Regions from separate parts of the Mus musculus genome. Here all the other regions are linked to region 4. A link is a contact called in public HiChIP or PLAC-seq and promoter capture Hi-C data. All regions are on one chromosome and are shown on one strand. The core of a region is the stretch at or near the end of the contact, and the rest is flanking DNA. Distances in the headings are between cores, read along the strand shown.

Evidence for each region. Promoter capture Hi-C pulls out the DNA fragments that hold promoters and counts their contacts. HiChIP or PLAC-seq counts read pairs in DNA pulled down with a chosen protein or histone mark.
Region 1: a contact with region 4 is called in an H3K4me3 HiChIP or PLAC-seq map of bone marrow-derived macrophages, with 3 times the contacts expected there. The contact joins the enhancer-like site here to the promoter of Rsad2 in region 4. A contact is called at or near these places in 5 of 39 promoter capture datasets (the HPC-7 cell line, hippocampal neurons, liver and 1 more), 1 of 484 Hi-C or Micro-C datasets (B cells) and 1 of 115 datasets of contacts at active chromatin or transcription factors (bone marrow-derived macrophages).
Region 2: a contact with region 4 is called in a promoter capture Hi-C map of hippocampal neurons, with 2.6 times the contacts expected there. The contact joins the enhancer-like site here to the promoter of Rsad2 in region 4. A contact is called at or near these places in 7 of 39 promoter capture datasets (the 3T3-L1 cell line, embryonic stem cells, frontonasal cranial neural crest and 4 more).
Region 3: a promoter capture Hi-C map of the HPC-7 cell line shows a contact between it and region 4, with 3 times the contacts expected there. The contact joins the enhancer-like site here to the promoter of Rsad2 in region 4. A contact is called at or near these places in 6 of 39 promoter capture datasets (the 3T3-L1 cell line, the HPC-7 cell line, hematopoietic stem and progenitor cells and 3 more) and 1 of 9 other capture datasets (liver).

What each region holds. Positions count from the first base shown.
Region 1 is chr12:25,201,914-25,205,961 of GRCm38.p6, forward strand. All of the region lies in intron 6 of Gm36287 (a long non-coding RNA gene), which reads left to right. Among named protein-coding and RNA genes, the nearest start is that of Gm36441, 5.7 kb to the right of the region's middle. Within about 2 kb of position 1,963, at least 30 of the 459 cell types and tissues checked have an H3K27ac peak or open chromatin away from gene starts, as enhancers often do. A contact at or near this core is called in bone marrow-derived macrophages and neutrophils, where this site is marked.
Region 2 is chr12:27,501,476-27,504,965 of GRCm38.p6, forward strand. No RefSeq gene overlaps it. Among named protein-coding and RNA genes, the nearest start is that of Gm4166, 95 kb to the right of the region's middle. Within about 2 kb of position 1,481, at least 35 of the 459 cell types and tissues checked have an H3K27ac peak or open chromatin away from gene starts, as enhancers often do. A contact at or near this core is called in hippocampal neurons, stem cell-derived epiblast-like cells and trophoblast stem cells, where this site is marked.
Region 3 is chr12:25,293,105-25,297,152 of GRCm38.p6, forward strand. No RefSeq gene overlaps it. Among named protein-coding and RNA genes, the nearest start is that of Gm46343, 8.6 kb to the right of the region's middle. Within about 2 kb of position 1,482, at least 27 of the 459 cell types and tissues checked have an H3K27ac peak or open chromatin away from gene starts, as enhancers often do. A contact at or near this core is called in the HPC-7 cell line, where this site is marked.
Region 4 is chr12:26,455,163-26,458,776 of GRCm38.p6, forward strand. It overlaps Rsad2 (radical S-adenosyl methionine domain containing 2), which reads right to left and starts at 1,290. Exons shown (of 6, transcript NM_021384.4): 1 at 909-1,290. The coding sequence starts at 1,257.

The DNA.
Region 1 (4,048 bases), core at 713-3,212, 1.3 Mb before region 4:
TAGTCTCAGTGAGACTTTGCAGAATAATTTGCTCATGGAGATGGCTCCTCCTAAGGTTCTTTGGTGCTCTCCTCCTGTTCCTACTCAGCCCATCCAAAGTTCTTGCCTTCATCCCCCTCCCCCCAACCTAGAGTACATCTTTACATGACATATCCATGACTATTATTTAAAATTGTAATTTAATTTTATTTAATATGCATGAGTGCTTTGCCTGCATACATGCCTATGCTCCTTGTACATTCCCAGTGTCTGCAGAGTTCAGGAGAGAGCATCATATCCCTGGAAGTGGAGTTACAGATGATTGCAAGCTACCATGTGAGGTCTGGGCATCAAATCTAGGTCCATGTAAGAGCAACAAGTGCTCTTAACCATTGAGCCATTCTTCTAGCTGATATCCCTGGCTATTCTTTTTTCTTTTTGAGAAAAGCAGCAAATCTTTAACAAACTCTTTGCACAGGCCAGGTGTCCCAAGAACGTAACGCATATTTTTTTTCATTGAGACCTTATAGCCCCCAGAAGCAAACTGAGCCTTGAAAGACATGTAGTGACTTGTCTTAGAAGTCTCCTCATCAATCGCTTTCCTAGAAGAAGGATAAAGATATAGACATTGAAGACTGGAGCAATTGGTAGCAAACAGAAAGGCAGAAACAATGAGCTCTCCCACCCCCACAACCATCAGTGTGAAAAATGTCTTCCCTAGGGTAACATCCATGTATGCACGTGCGTGCACACACACACACACACACACACACACACACACACACACACACACACACACAGAGAGAGAGAGAGAGAGAGAGAGAGAGAGAGAGAGAGAGAGAACATGTATATGCAGGTAGCATTAAATGGTGAGTGGGTGTGTGGTAAAGGAGCTGGTGTCTGGTCCAAGTATGGCACTCAGAGGCCTATGGTAAGGCTCCTGGTCATTGTCCTGCAGGGCAGAGGGGACACATGACAGTATATAGTTGGCATGAAACAGATGCCTCAAGCTTGCTGTACAAAGTAAGCAGTAAATGTGCTTCTGGAAAGTGTATGTAGAGAGACATTTGGAGGTTGGATCTGGAGGCAAAGAGGAGGAGCATAGTGAGGGCCAGAGGACAGAGCACACTGAGGCCCCTGCAGAAAGCCAGAGGTAATTCATTGATGCCAATGAGGATAACAGACTCTCCAGGCCATGACAGATCACATGTGAGGACGAGTGTGGAAAGGGGTGTGGCATGTGGTCTGGCTTCTAGGTAGGATGCTCATGGGCACTGAGACCCTTCCTTCTGGCAGTGGGCCATGGGCCAGAGGCAAGGGGTGGGTGTGAGGATGAAGGGACTTTGAATGAAAGCTTTGGGAGACTAACATTTTAAGCCTCTCTACTGACCCATAGCTAAAGGTATGGAGGTGAGCACCCATTGCCAGAGTTGGGGATACAACCCCAGTGAGACAGTATCTTAGTGGGGGCATTTAGAGCACTGTTCACATGGCCCCATCCAGATGACTGAACCATGGTTTGAAGGTAACTGTAAGCTCAGAGAAAGGAAAGAGGAGCAGGAAGGGTGTGGGAATCTCCTGGCTCTATACTTGATCAACCACAAGTCCTCAAAGCCCAAAGCTTGATGAGGCAATAACAGTGTCCCTCTGCGCAGGCTCAGCATCTGTGCATCCTCATGCAAGCGAAGTGACTTTGGACCTGACAAGCTGTTCTCCAGCTCTTGTCACTAACCACCAAGTACAGCTAATTCAGCCTGCCTCCGGCTAAGGAGTTATCGGCCCTCCGACTGAAGGATGGTTTCCCCTAAGCACTGAGCTTCCCCTCTGGCAGAGCTAAATATCAACTATTTCCCTCGATTTCATGATTATTCATGGGAACTCTTGTCATTCTTGAGTGGGAAGTCATAGTAGGGAGATATAGATACCACTGAGAGGAAGAAGTGCCTGAGAACAGGGTCCTGTTTGTTACGGGTGGACTGCTGAGTCACAGCCAGCGCATACGCTGCCAACTCGGGTGAAACTACAGAAGTGGATGAGTGTCCAATCATCTAACCTGTGTTCAGGCAAAGGACCTGTCATTGGGATGAAAGTTTGCCCACATACTCTCCTGTTTCAGGCTTTGACAGTCAAATCAATTCAACATCTACAGGGACTTAAGAGGTGACAGATGATATGCTGCAGTGGGGAGAGAAGCGTGAAGCCCAGGCCTAATATGCTTGTATGGATGCAGTTACTTAAAACTGAGCATAAGAGGGGTTGGGGGTGGCTTAGTGATTCCCTATTACCCACATACAAGCATGGAGAGCCGCTATGGGAGAACATGGGAGGTGGAGGCAAGGGTTTCTGGGACAAGAGACCGAGCTAGACTAGACAAGTTGACAAGCTCCAGGTTCAGCAAGAGATGCTGCCTCAGTAAATAAAGTGGAGAATAAAGAAGAAAGGTACCGGATACAAACTCGTGGCCTCTACATACATATATGCACAGATATATTATCACATGTGTAAACTAATATGTATGTATGCATCATTATACACTCACACCCTGACCACAACCCCCCCCCCCCCAAAATCAAACTGGATACAGGAACCTTGTCATTGAACTGCCGTATGTGTGTGTGTGTGTGTGTGTGTGTGTGTGTGTGTGCATACATGGATGTTACTCTAGGGGAGACATTTTTCACACTGAATGGTTGTACTTGTCATTTTTCCAATCAGTGTAACAAAATGCCTTAAGGGAGTCAGAGTTTATTCTAGCTCACAGTATCATGATCGGCAGTGTGTTCATGTGATAGATAGGACACAGAGACTTCTGGCTTGAACTGAGTGTAGGAAACATTGTAACCTTCCATTTGTGACCTACCCCAGGAAAGGCTCTATGCACTTCCCACATTTTGCTCCTCACTAGGTAATAAGCATTCAAAACACTAGCCTGTGAAGCCCATCTCAGATTCAAGCAGTAACACGGGTAGTCTCTTAGTCCCATGGAAGGAGAGCAGGATTGAGCGCTTGGAGAAAGCACACTTTCTCACATGCCCAGCTGAAGGCAGCGTGTGGAGCCGGGTTCCTCCTGCTCTGTCTTTTCTATTTTTAATTTTTCTGTATCGGATATTTTCTTTATTTATATTTCAAATGCTTTCCCTTTTTCAGGTCTCCCCTTCAGAAACCCCATATCCCCTCCCCCCTCCCCCGCTTCTATGAGGGTGCTCCCCCAACCACCCACACACTCCTGTCTTCCCGCCCTGGCATTCCCCTACATTGGGGCATCAAACACCCTCAGGCCAAGGGCCTCTCCTCCCACTGATGTCCAACAAAGGCATCCTCTGCCACATATGTGGCTGGAGGCATGGGTCCCTCCATGTGTACTCTTTGGTTGGTGGTTCAGTCCCCAGGAGCTCTGGTGGGGGTGTCTGACCAGTTGACACTGTTGCTCCCTCCATGGGGCTGCAAACCTCCTCAGCTCCTCCAGTCCCTTCTCCAATGCCTCCATCGGGAACCCCTGAGCTCAGTCCAATGGTTGGTTCTGGCAGAGCCTCTCAGGAGATAGCCATATCAGGCTCCCTTCAGAAAGCACTTCCTGGACAATAGTGTCTGGGTTTGGACTGCATATGGGATGGATTCCCAGGTGGACCAGTCTCTGGATGGCCTTTCCTTCAGTCTCTGCTCCACACTTTGTCTTCATATTTCCTCCTGTGAGTATTTTATTCTCCCTTCTAAGAAGCACAGAAACATTCACACTTTGGTCTTCCTTCTTGGGCTTCATATGGTCTGTGAATTGAATTGTGGGTATTCCAAGCTTTTGGGCTAATATCCACTTATTAATGAGTGCATACCATGTGTGTTCTTTTGTGACTGAATTACCTCACTCAGGATGATATTTTCAGGTTCCATCCATTTGCCTGTGAATTTCATGAAGCCATTGTTTTTTAATAGCTGACTAGTATTCTATTGTGTAAATGTACCACATTTTCTATTTCCATTCCTCTGTTGAGGGACATCTGAGTTGTTTCCAGCTTCTGGCTATTATAAATATGGCTGCTATGAACATAGTGGAGTATGTGTCTTTATTACA
Region 2 (3,490 bases), core at 231-2,730, 1.0 Mb after region 4:
AGAGAAAAGCTCTGTTAGTGAGCCAGGGTCTCTTGGATCGATAGCACTAGGAACCTGGCAGAATCCCATCTGCTAAATATTATTGATACACATCTTGAGTCCCCTTCTCTCTCTGGATGGTGCCAGCAGTGGTTGTAATTTTTATTTTATTTTATTTTTTTATTTTCTACATAAAATGTCCTTGAGGGCTAGGGAGATAGCTCAATCCTTAAAGTATCTGACAAGCAAACATGATGATCTTAATTCCTTACCAAGTATCCATATACAGTGGCACCCATCTGTAATCCCAGTGCTAGGGAGGCAGAGCCCTGAAGCTCAATGGTCAGCCAGCTTCATTGAATCAGTGAGCTCCAGGTTCTCTTGAATCAAAACCATGTAAAGTAGAGAGCAGTTGTGGAAGAGATTCTGGCCTCAGTATATATGTGCACATATGCATGTTGGCACTGCGTGCGCGCGCACACACACACACACACACACACACACACACACACACACACACACACACACAGGTAGAGGAGGGTAACCTGGACACCTGAGCATGTATATGTATTACATAGACACATATACAATGGTGGACAAGTACATTTAAGGCATTTACCTAAAAATACATTTTCTATTTTATGTATACAAATGCAAATATATTTAAATTGTACTATGATAAGATTAGAACTTTTAGGTTCAGAATATGAATAGGTTGCCTGATACTAAGTGATTTTACTCTAACAAATAAGCAAGTGTGTGTGTGTGTGTGTGCGCGCGCGTGCGTCGTATGATCACTTAATCTTTCCTGCTCAATGGAATGCAGATGCAGAGCTACTGAGAAAACCCCCCACACATTATGTCACATATTGAGAGATGCATTCTGAGAAAGTATTCATGTATTGTAGACTTTAGAATCCACTACCTGTTAGGTAACTTTGTAATTCCAGTGTGAATGACATCTTTACATTTACACAGCACTAGAAAAAAAAAAAACACAGCAGTTCTTACAGCACACACAAGTGATGCACCTTCAATTTTCACAGAGAAAATGACATTCTAAAAGCATAAAATATACTGATTTTCCAAATCCTAATCCATGATTAGATGGGAGTCTGTCTCCTAGGAAATATGCAAATGGAGAGGAAACAGGAGTAAAATCCTGCTGCAGAATCAAGCCTGACAGAGAATCATAAAAGAACAAGCTTCACTGAAAAATGGTCGAGGAGCAGCTCTCCCTTGCTTCAACTTCACCTGTTTATGAACCTGCTCCAGCAGAAGGCTGTTCCCTCCCTCCCTCTGTGCCCCAGGCTCACGTAATCTGGACCCAAGAATCATCTCCAGACAATTGTGGCTGCAACTTTACACCTCCCCCAATGCCAGGGTAGAAAATTTGGCCCACCCCAATGACACACCACTAATTAAGCTGGAGCACAGAGCCTGCTTGCAGAGAGCAGTGGTGTCGACAACCGGCCTCCAGGGGATAGAGTTTCGAACTGCTGTCAGCAGCCGTCCACATCTGGGCCCTTAAAGGGGAAGGAGCCACAAACATCTGCCAAGATACCAGGCCAGGAAGGCCTCTCTGATGTGTAAAGACTGCACTTGTTGGCTTTCTGCATTCTTGCCTGCAGGATTTTGGAAGCCCCTATAGCAAGCTACCTGTCCAGGCAAAGGTGGAACCAGAAGACAGGCAGTCCCTCCTTCAACTGCTGAGAAGAGGGAAGGGCTGAGGATCTCTTGGCTTCCAGGCGTACTAGGCTCCCCCTGGTCTTCAGAGCTATTACTGCAGGAGGTTGGCTTTATTCAGGACTCCTGATGGCTCCCCCACCCCCCCTCAGGCTTTTGTAAAAACCACAGGGTGGGGCCTAGCTTTAGTCCTTAAACTGCAGCCCTTAAGCTCTAGGAGTTTGCCAGGCAAGGGAGCCTGCAGGGTGGGAGTGGAGGGTGAGATACTCTTAGAGGGTGTATATGTGCTCAGGGGCAGAAACACTTCCCTCCCCTCCAGAATGAAGTTTGCTTCAAACAATTGACTGCAAAAGGAGTTCCCTTACTACTTTTATAAGGAGTTCAAGCTGGGCCAGGCCCAAGGTTTGTGATCTCTGGGAATCTCAAGGAAGATCAGGAGTTCAAGGTAGCCTTTGCAACTTAGCAAAGACCTGCTTTAAAATAAAAAGTAGAAGACAGGCTGGGTAGAAGGCTCAGCTGTTAGGAGAGCTGGCTGCTCTTGCAGAGTGACCCAGGTTTGAGTCCCTGTACCATTGCTCATGACTACCTATAGCTGTAGTTCCAGGGGATCTGATGCTTTCTGGCCTCTGGAGGCACCAGGCACACAGTGGTGCACAGACATATATGCAGCCAAAGCACCCATACACGTAAGATAAAAATAAATGCCCCCCCCCTTTAATAGTAAAAGGAGAGCTGAATGACATAGTTCACAGAATAGTTGCTGCTTAGCAGGAACAAAGACTTGGGTTACACCCTCAGTGTTACACAAGAAAAGGAAAAATCAAATCTTGGAAAAAGTAAGTCTTCCATTTTCAGTAGAGAACTGTAATCTATAATTTTTGCCAACTTCTTTTTTTTTAAAAAAAGAAAACAGAGAGACTCCTGTAAAGAATGAATGCTGATCTAGATCTGGACTGGGTCACTCCCTTTGGGAGTATTTTTTATGCAGATTGAGACCAGCATATGGCTGCAAGTCATTAAAAAATAGATTAGACATCAATGTAGAAAACATGAATAATAATGTATGTACTACGAGGGCTGAGGGCTGTAAAAAATCTATCCATTATTCAGAAATTGTTATGCAGACTGTATCTAGAACAAGCCCCTCTGTGGGAAAGATGGGGAACTCTTCAGGCAGACTTCAAGCACCCGGTAGGATAGGTGCATGTATGTTTTTAGTATTTCCTACTATTAAAATATATGCCAGCAATACATTGGCTTTTGTCAGTGTACATGTGTTTGTAAGACACAGGAATGGTGTCAGCTAAGTTGTTACTCTGATCCAGTCTGAGAGACTATTGAAATTTATTCTTTTTCTTTTCTTTTTAGACTTTTCAGTTTCTTCTTCCCCTCTGTTTTTCATCCTCCCTCTCGCTAATTATTTATTATGTGAGGACATGTATATTAAGAAATCTCAAAATAACTTCTTGTTCAGATTAGAATATAAACAGCTGACATTAGTTTTTTTTTAGTACATGAAAAAACAAAACAAAAGAAAACAAAACAAACCCAACCCAGGTTCAAATCCCACTTCTACAGGTTCTTTGTGTGACCTCACTACATGATATCCTCACCAGGAAGTAAAAGTAATGACATTTGTCCTATCCCTCAGTGGAAATGACATAAAGGTGGCTAAAGTTGTTAGAAAACTATCTGAAACATGGAATTTTATGGAAGTATTTAGGTATACTGGCACCTGCAGGTTGGCAGTGAAGGGCAAGACAACGTAAGGTGAACATTTGGGAGTCAGCTAGCTTTCTCCAGCTCTCATAGGGGAGTGCTGAGT
Region 3 (4,048 bases), core at 232-2,731, 1.2 Mb before region 4:
ACCACACTGACATGATGGGGAATACCCAGGACTGTCGAAAGGGGCATATTTTATTACAGGTTCTGTATATTTATATGTTTGTGAGTATGTGTTTGCATGTGAGAGTGTATATATATGTATATATGTATGTATGTATGTATGTATGTATGTATGTATGTATGTATGTATGTATATTTCTCTGTGTGTGTGCTTTTTATTGTATTTTGTAGATTTGTAACTATGTATGAATGTATTTGCGTGTTTGTTTGCAAGCACATTTGTATGTGTGTGTTAGGTTTGTGTTTGTGAGTGCATTGTGTGTGTGTGCTTACCAAATTTTAACAGGTAACCATAGTAGTTGTATATTGTACCTACGGGAAGTCACTCTGTCTCCAGTTATCCCATACTCCTGCTATTTTGTCCCCTTACCCCCACCCTCACCCCCATCCCTGAGGGGCTAGTGATAAATATAAGAGGCAGAAAGACGCTCTTCTGAAGTATTCTTATCAGTGGTGCCATTTACAACGGATTGTGTGAAGCGTTTTTCAGGGCGAGCTATTTTAGGACACTGTCCTTTGATGTAGGGTACCCTAATCACACCCCTGGGCATTCAGCCCTCATCTCTCCAAGCACCTCTCATTCCTAGTGGTGTGATTATATCTTCCACTGTTCACAGTTTCTTTTTTCTTTCTTCATACTGGTGTAAGAAAATCAATTATTTAAGGTGATTGCTTTGATCAGCAGCTATGGGTTTTCAATGGCAAAAACCCTCAGCTGTGCAGTTCCCTGCCTGCCTCTGCCCTCTCAGCATGGAAGCAGCCCTTCTGGGGGCCACCTTGGTGTCTCTGTGTTCTGTCACCCCCTGTCATGAGCAACAGTCAGCCAGGCTCCTCACTGAACACAGCCTGCTGTGATTGTGGAATTCCCATAGTCCCTTTCATCTGACAGCACTGCCCAGTCTCGGTTAAGTGGCCACTCAAGCTCTGAGTGAAGACTCTTATCTAGACCTCTTCAAAGAGGCTGGACAGTGGAATTGTTCCCTGTCTGTCCTGCACGGGCATCTTAGTGGTATTTACTAATATGCTGCTTTTCTTAGTTGGGTGGAAAGAATTGGAGGTCGAGAGGGAGCTGTGTAAATTTGCATTTATGTCATATTAATGAGGTACTAATTGCTCTTGCAACCTTTTAAATGCAAATGACTCTAGTCTGGTTTTCATTGTCCTGTACCAGGCCTCTAGCCTTCCAGCCTCTCTACTGTTGTCAAAGTAATTATTAATGTCCCTGTTAATAAAGAACAAGTTTCATGTCTGGGTTGTTCACTGCTACATGCAGGAGATCTTGTGAGGCTAACAAGGTCATTTCAACATTGTTAAGGTCATTTAAAAAAAAATCACAGTGTCTCTGAAAAGCCAGGGCCATTTGCAAAGTGTGCTGTAGTTAACAGCTGTGTGCTGAGTAAGGATGGAAAGGGTTAACCCACAGGAAGCTGTGAAGTCACTAATGCATCTAATGCTCTCAAGGCTCCATTTCCGGTCTCTTTTCTGCAATAGCAAAATGATATGGGGTGGAGGGTAGATTCACATGCTGGAGTTCAAGGCAAAAGGAAGAACATGTGAACGCTCCTTGTCATATCTTAACTGGAAAGGGAGAAAAAGAACAGAAACATAAACACAAGTAGCTATGAAGTCCAGCATTGCCCATTGTTACTAATGTCACTGCTGTCATGATATCTAGAATGGACACAAAGGCCACAGGGGCCTGGGAACCACACTGATTGAAAACCCTGGATCATAACACTGGGTTACCAAAGAAGTAAATGGCGAACTGTGTTAGTTCTGACAGAAAGGCTGGCAGTTTCTTCCCCTTGGGTTTTTCTGCATTATGTCTTAGTCTTGTCAGTTTCTCCTTAAGTTCCATCTTGCTCATGTCATTGTCCTAGCCCTGAGCAATCTTGTGGGTGGTTGTTGATTCTGGCATGAGGGTTTTAATCCTGCTATAGATGGCCCTGCTGTAGGAGCTGGGGTCTTGAGTTTTTCTTGGACTCACTGTTTTGTTTTGTTTTGTTTTGTTTTGTTTTGTTTTGTTTTGTTTTGTTTTGTTTTGTTTTGTTTTGTTTCATAAGAATCATAGCCCCCTCACTGCCTCTGAGAACACTTGCTGGGTATCTGGTGTCTGAGTATTTGTGGGTGTGGCTGTTTCAGGTTTTCCTAGGTATAGGTGGGCCAATAAGAATAACAAATAATTCCGATGATAAAAAAATTATTTGGTATATGCCAAGCCAAAGATGGATGTGGGTTTTGGATTAAGAAAGTATTTGGGTTTGTTTCCCATTTTCATCAGTGTGTGTCTGTTGTGTGTGCAGGTACATATACAGGTATGTACACATGCATGTGGAGGTTGACCTTGGGACTCATCCTTTATAACTCTTCCACCTTATTCATTGTGGTGGGATCACTCAATCCAACCCAGAGCTCACCTCCTGGCTAGTCTTAGTCACCTTGCTCTGAGGATCCCCTTCTAAAGCTGGGGTTACAGGCAGGCCGTCACACACCTGACATTTATGTAGGTGATGGATATCTAATCTCCATTCTTTGTGCTTGTATACCTAGGGCTTACCCACTAAGCCATCTCCCAAGCCTGTGTGTGGTTTATAATCAGGCTATTTTTGTTTTTTAAGCTTGGTATTTTAAATTAAATTTCAAATTCTTTGGTCTCTGTTTTCTTAACAGCTAATGAGAATAAGGTATATTTGGAAGGGGCTACAAGGATGACAGAAACAGTCTGTGCAAAGAAGCGTGCTCACACAGGAACCTGCCCATTTGCAGTTCCCCTCTTTGTGGGAAGAAAACCCTTATTTTCACAAACATTTGCTCAATTCTGTGTTCCCCAAGTTGAAGAACCAATGACTGCCAAGTGTGGTTTTGAGTAAGCTTGAATTTAAGTAAGGTTAGTATTAGTATGGTGTGTGTCTGTACACACCATACTAAGGATGGACGATGTCGGTTTGTGGGCAAGAGTGCCATGGGGGCATTCATGGAGGTCAGAGGACAGAATCAGTTCTCTCCTTCTACCTTCATGGGCTCCTGGGGACCAAACTCAGGTTTCTAGGCTTATATGGCAAGCATCTTTGCAGGCTGAAACATCTCATCTTGCTGGCCCAGCGTTAAAGTTTTATTTGATCTCTCTCTTTTTCAATTAATGACATCATTTCCCACTTCCCTGCCCTCCTTCCAAGTCCTCACATGTACCCTCCTTGCTCTCTTTCATGCTCATGGCCTCTTTTGCTTTACTTGCTGTTACGAATATGTAACAACCTGCTAAGCCTGTATAATGCTACTTGTATTTTCATGTTTTTAGGACTGACCACTTGGTATTAGATACCCAACTGGTATGTTCTTCCCTGGGGAAGACGATTTCTCCTGATCTTAGCATGTCTTGGTTGTCTGGAGTTCTTTGTGGAGGATTGGAGCCTCCTGAAGTTTCTCTTTCCACGTTAGCACATCTATTGGTGTCATCTTTGGGTCTTGTTTAGGCAGCCACTTTGGTGAGACGTCATGGGTTTAGTTTTTGACCTTTCTAGGAGACATAGTTGCACAGCAAACTCCCTGTTCCTCTGACTCTTACAATCTTTCTGATCCCTCGTCTGCAGTGAGCCTTACGAGTAGAAGTTGTTTTGCAGATGTATCAGTTGAGACAAGACTGGGCTTCACTCCTTTGCATTTCGATTGGCTGAGGTTTTCTGTAATGCTTTCTGTGTTGCAGATAGAAGTTGCCTTGATGAGTTGAAGAATGTACTTATCTGTGGGTATGAGGATACATATTTAGAATGTAGCTAGAGATTATGCTGGGTTAGTAAAGTGGCAGTTATAGGTTCTCCTCCAAGAGCCAACACTTTACTAGCCCCAGATAGTCCAGGCTTCCAGTACCAGGCATGATTTTGCTCTTGTTGAGTGGGCCTCAGGTATACTTAGAGAATTGTTGGTTACTGCCAACGTATGCATGCCACTGTTACACCTTTGAGGATTTTTGGGTCATAATGATTATAGCTGTGGTTCATAAGTATGATATC
Region 4 (3,614 bases), core at 40-2,539:
TTAATGCATACCTGAGACTGGTTGATAGAGTACGACAGCAAGTCTTGGGAAGAAAATCCCATAACACACCTGTCGAAAATATTTTAAGGCTCCCATGGGGCTGGAGAGGTGGCTCAGTGTGTAATACACAGGCTGGACAGCTCTGAGAATGTGTGTTTAGATCCCCAACACCCAAGTGAACCTGAAACATGGTAGTGGGAGTTTGTACTGCTGGCCCTCCTCCTTCCAGATGGGAGGAAAGACAGGACAATCTGCAAGGATTGAATGCTAATCAATATTGTACATTAGCAGCGAACCAAAGGTAAATCCTGTCTCAAACAGGATTTGACAAGGCTAAGACTGAACTAACACCTGAAATTGTCCTATGATGCTCATAGACTTGCTGTACCCAGCAGCAGACTGAGACACATACACATGAATACACAAACTCTCTCACACACACACACACACACACACACACACACACACACACACACACACACACACACATCATGTGTACACACAGATTGTTTTTTAAAGAGAGAGAGAAGTTTCCATCAATGAATACAGATGGAACAGGGTGAAACTTCTGCCAGGTTGTTTACATAGAGGACTTGGGTCTCCACACACCCACCCCTTCCTCACTTAGTGTTTCTGGAAATCAGATTTCTCTGGGAGAACTCTGTTCCAAACACAAGGATGAATAGGGGTCACTGACCACACACCTCTGCCAACAAGAGTGAGTTCCATGGTCCTGGCCAGGCCAACTCCCAGCCTGGAGGTCCTTCCTGGCTCCCTGGTGCTCCTTTCTCATTCATGCAAATCTGCCTGTTCCCTGGTGTGGCAAATTTTCATGGAGCCCTTCCCATGCCTATCCTATGCACAACTGTCCTGGACCATCCTGGCTTCTGTCTGGTCCAGGAACTTACCAGCCTGTTTGAGCAGAAGCAGTCCTCGCTTGGCCTCCTCCAGGGGCAGCACGAAGGATGTCTTGGCTGTGTGGAAGCAGAAGCCACATTTGTAGTTGCACTGACGAGTGAAGTGGTAGTTGACACTCACGGGGGTTGTGGGCTGAGTGCTGTTCCCATCTTCCTGGGTCTCCTGGGTGTCCTCCGGCTCACCCCGGACCTGTGGCTGTTCCTTCCCGGGATCTAGCCACCCTAATGCTATTCTCAGCCAGCAGAACAGGATGGCCAGGCCACTCCAGAGGGAACCCAGCTGCTGCTGGAACAGGCTCAGCAGCCGAGCAGCTAGAGCAGTGGGCACCAGCATCCCCATGGTGATAGGCACACACCTGCTGCTGCCTGTAAGGGCTTATAAACTGTGGCCCAGCTAGCCACGCCCCCAAGCATTTGATCACTGTGTCACAAGGAGGAGGGAAACACCTCCCTTGACTCAGTTAAACAGAGTTTCTGTTTTCTGAAAATGAAAGTTGGACCAGAGCCAAGACTGAACCTTAGGACGCGCAGGCCAACTCACTGCCTTTCCTTGGCTTCCGGCTGCCCCTATAACCCCTGTAAACATCTGTCCTGATGACGCTGCAAGAATTCCAGCAGCCACGAGTTTCTGAAACAAGTTTCTTACAGACAGACATATAGCTGCATCCTTGCAGGCTGTTATTTTAACAAACAAACAAAATATTTGCATTAAGCCTCTTACAACGATTATCTATGCACACTCAACAATTTTTAAATATTCTGCTCTTTCCCCGCCCACCCACCCCCAAACAAACAAACAAAACAAAACAAACTCACCAAAACCCTAGAGTTTTGTAACTTGGTATGTTTATAGCTTGGTATGTAGCAAGTCAGTTGTATGTTGACCTTGACAGTGCCTGGCAACATTCTCAAAAGGACTCAAGACTGGTATATTCCAGGCAAACACAACAGAGAAATTTGGCAAAGTAAATTTAGTCATTTTATGTTTTTAAAACCTTTTTATTGAATACAATATAATAATACAATAATACAATATATTCTCATGTTTTCTTCTTTTCCATTCCTTCCAGATGCTCTCCACCTCCCTACCCACCCAACTTTATATTCTTTTTTAAGCTACTTTTTAACATATATTTTATTAGATATTTTCTTTATTTACATTTCAAATGTTATCCCCTTTCCTAGTTTCCCCTCCGAAAATCACCCATCCCCTCCTCCTCCCTCTGCTCCACAACCTACCCACTCCCATTCCTGGCCCTGACATTCCCCTATACTGGGGCATAGCACCATCATAGGACCAAGGGCCTCTCCTCCCATTGATGACTGACTAGGCCATCCTCTGCTACATATACAGCTAGAGCCACAAGTCTCACCATGTGTTTTCTTTTATTGGTGGTTTAGTCCCTGGGAGCTCTGGGGGTACTGGTTGGTTCATATTGATGTTCCTACTATGGGGCTGCAAACCTCTTCAGCTCCTTGGGTACTTTCTCTAGCGCCTTCATTGGGTACCCTGTGCTCCGTCCAATGGATGATTGTGAGCATAGCCATTTTAAAACTTGATTCCTTAATAATTGGTTCTTTTTTTAATGTTATTAAAGGACATATGGAGTAAATATTTCTCAAACTCCTCCATTTAAAGTTTTGCCAGTATGGTACAATGCTACAATCCTGAGAGTCACACTCTGTCTGCAGCACGTGGCTGGTGCCTTACCTCTAGGCAAGCTCCTGTGTTTCAGTAATAAGGTTCCTTGGGGCAACACATCTAACTTGCTTGGCTCAGTTCCTGGACCTCTCCTCTTTTGATGTCCCTCTGACATCTTTCGTTGGGAGCTCTGTGTTCTCAAGCTACTTCCTTTGTGTTGTTTCTAGTTCTTCCAGTGTCTGGGGAAGAAGAGAGAGTGCTTGCATACTCTTCTCACAGCCTAAGTGAAGGAAGGTCCAGACAATGCCATGGCTAACGACTGCAAGCCTGCAAGAGTTGGTAAGTGCTGTTTGAGGCACATTAAGAACCAACATCAGGCTTTGAAATTCTATCTCTATCCTTTAGTCACCTGTAAAGCCTCTACAAATAGAAGTTTGTCTATTTAACATCGGATGAATACTCTGTTTCCCATTCTCCCTCCTTTGCCTCTAAGGCATCTGCTTTCTCCTGTAAAGAAAGAGAATGCAGTTTGTCTGTCCCTTATCAAACTGGATATGAGAGGGGTTCTTATTTCCTAGTTTGTTTGTCAGATATGGGGATATTTGCATAGCATGTGATGAAGGGGTCTTGGGGACATGGACCAAATATGACAATGACATTCATGTACCATTCATCCACACTTACAGACCTGGAAATGATTCTAGACACGTTTTGAACTTTTTTTTTTCACACGCAGCAGTTATATATGTGGAGTTTTATTCCTGTGCATATACATAAACTTCACTGTTCCGGATTTTGATGTGTATGTGTTCAATTTGAATAACCACATGGGAGCTACTTCCTGTGATAACTTTCATGACTAGGACTCAAGGAAAGCTTGTTGGGACAGCCAGATTTAAAAAAAAAAAAAAAAACATTTCCCGGGGACCAAATGACCAAATCTGGTATCCAAGGTAAGAAGTCAGTATGACAGAGACATGACTGTAGTAAGCTCACATTCTTTACAGCGTTCCTCTCACCCCAATAGCTAAGTTGTGGGTCCATGTACAGGCTGA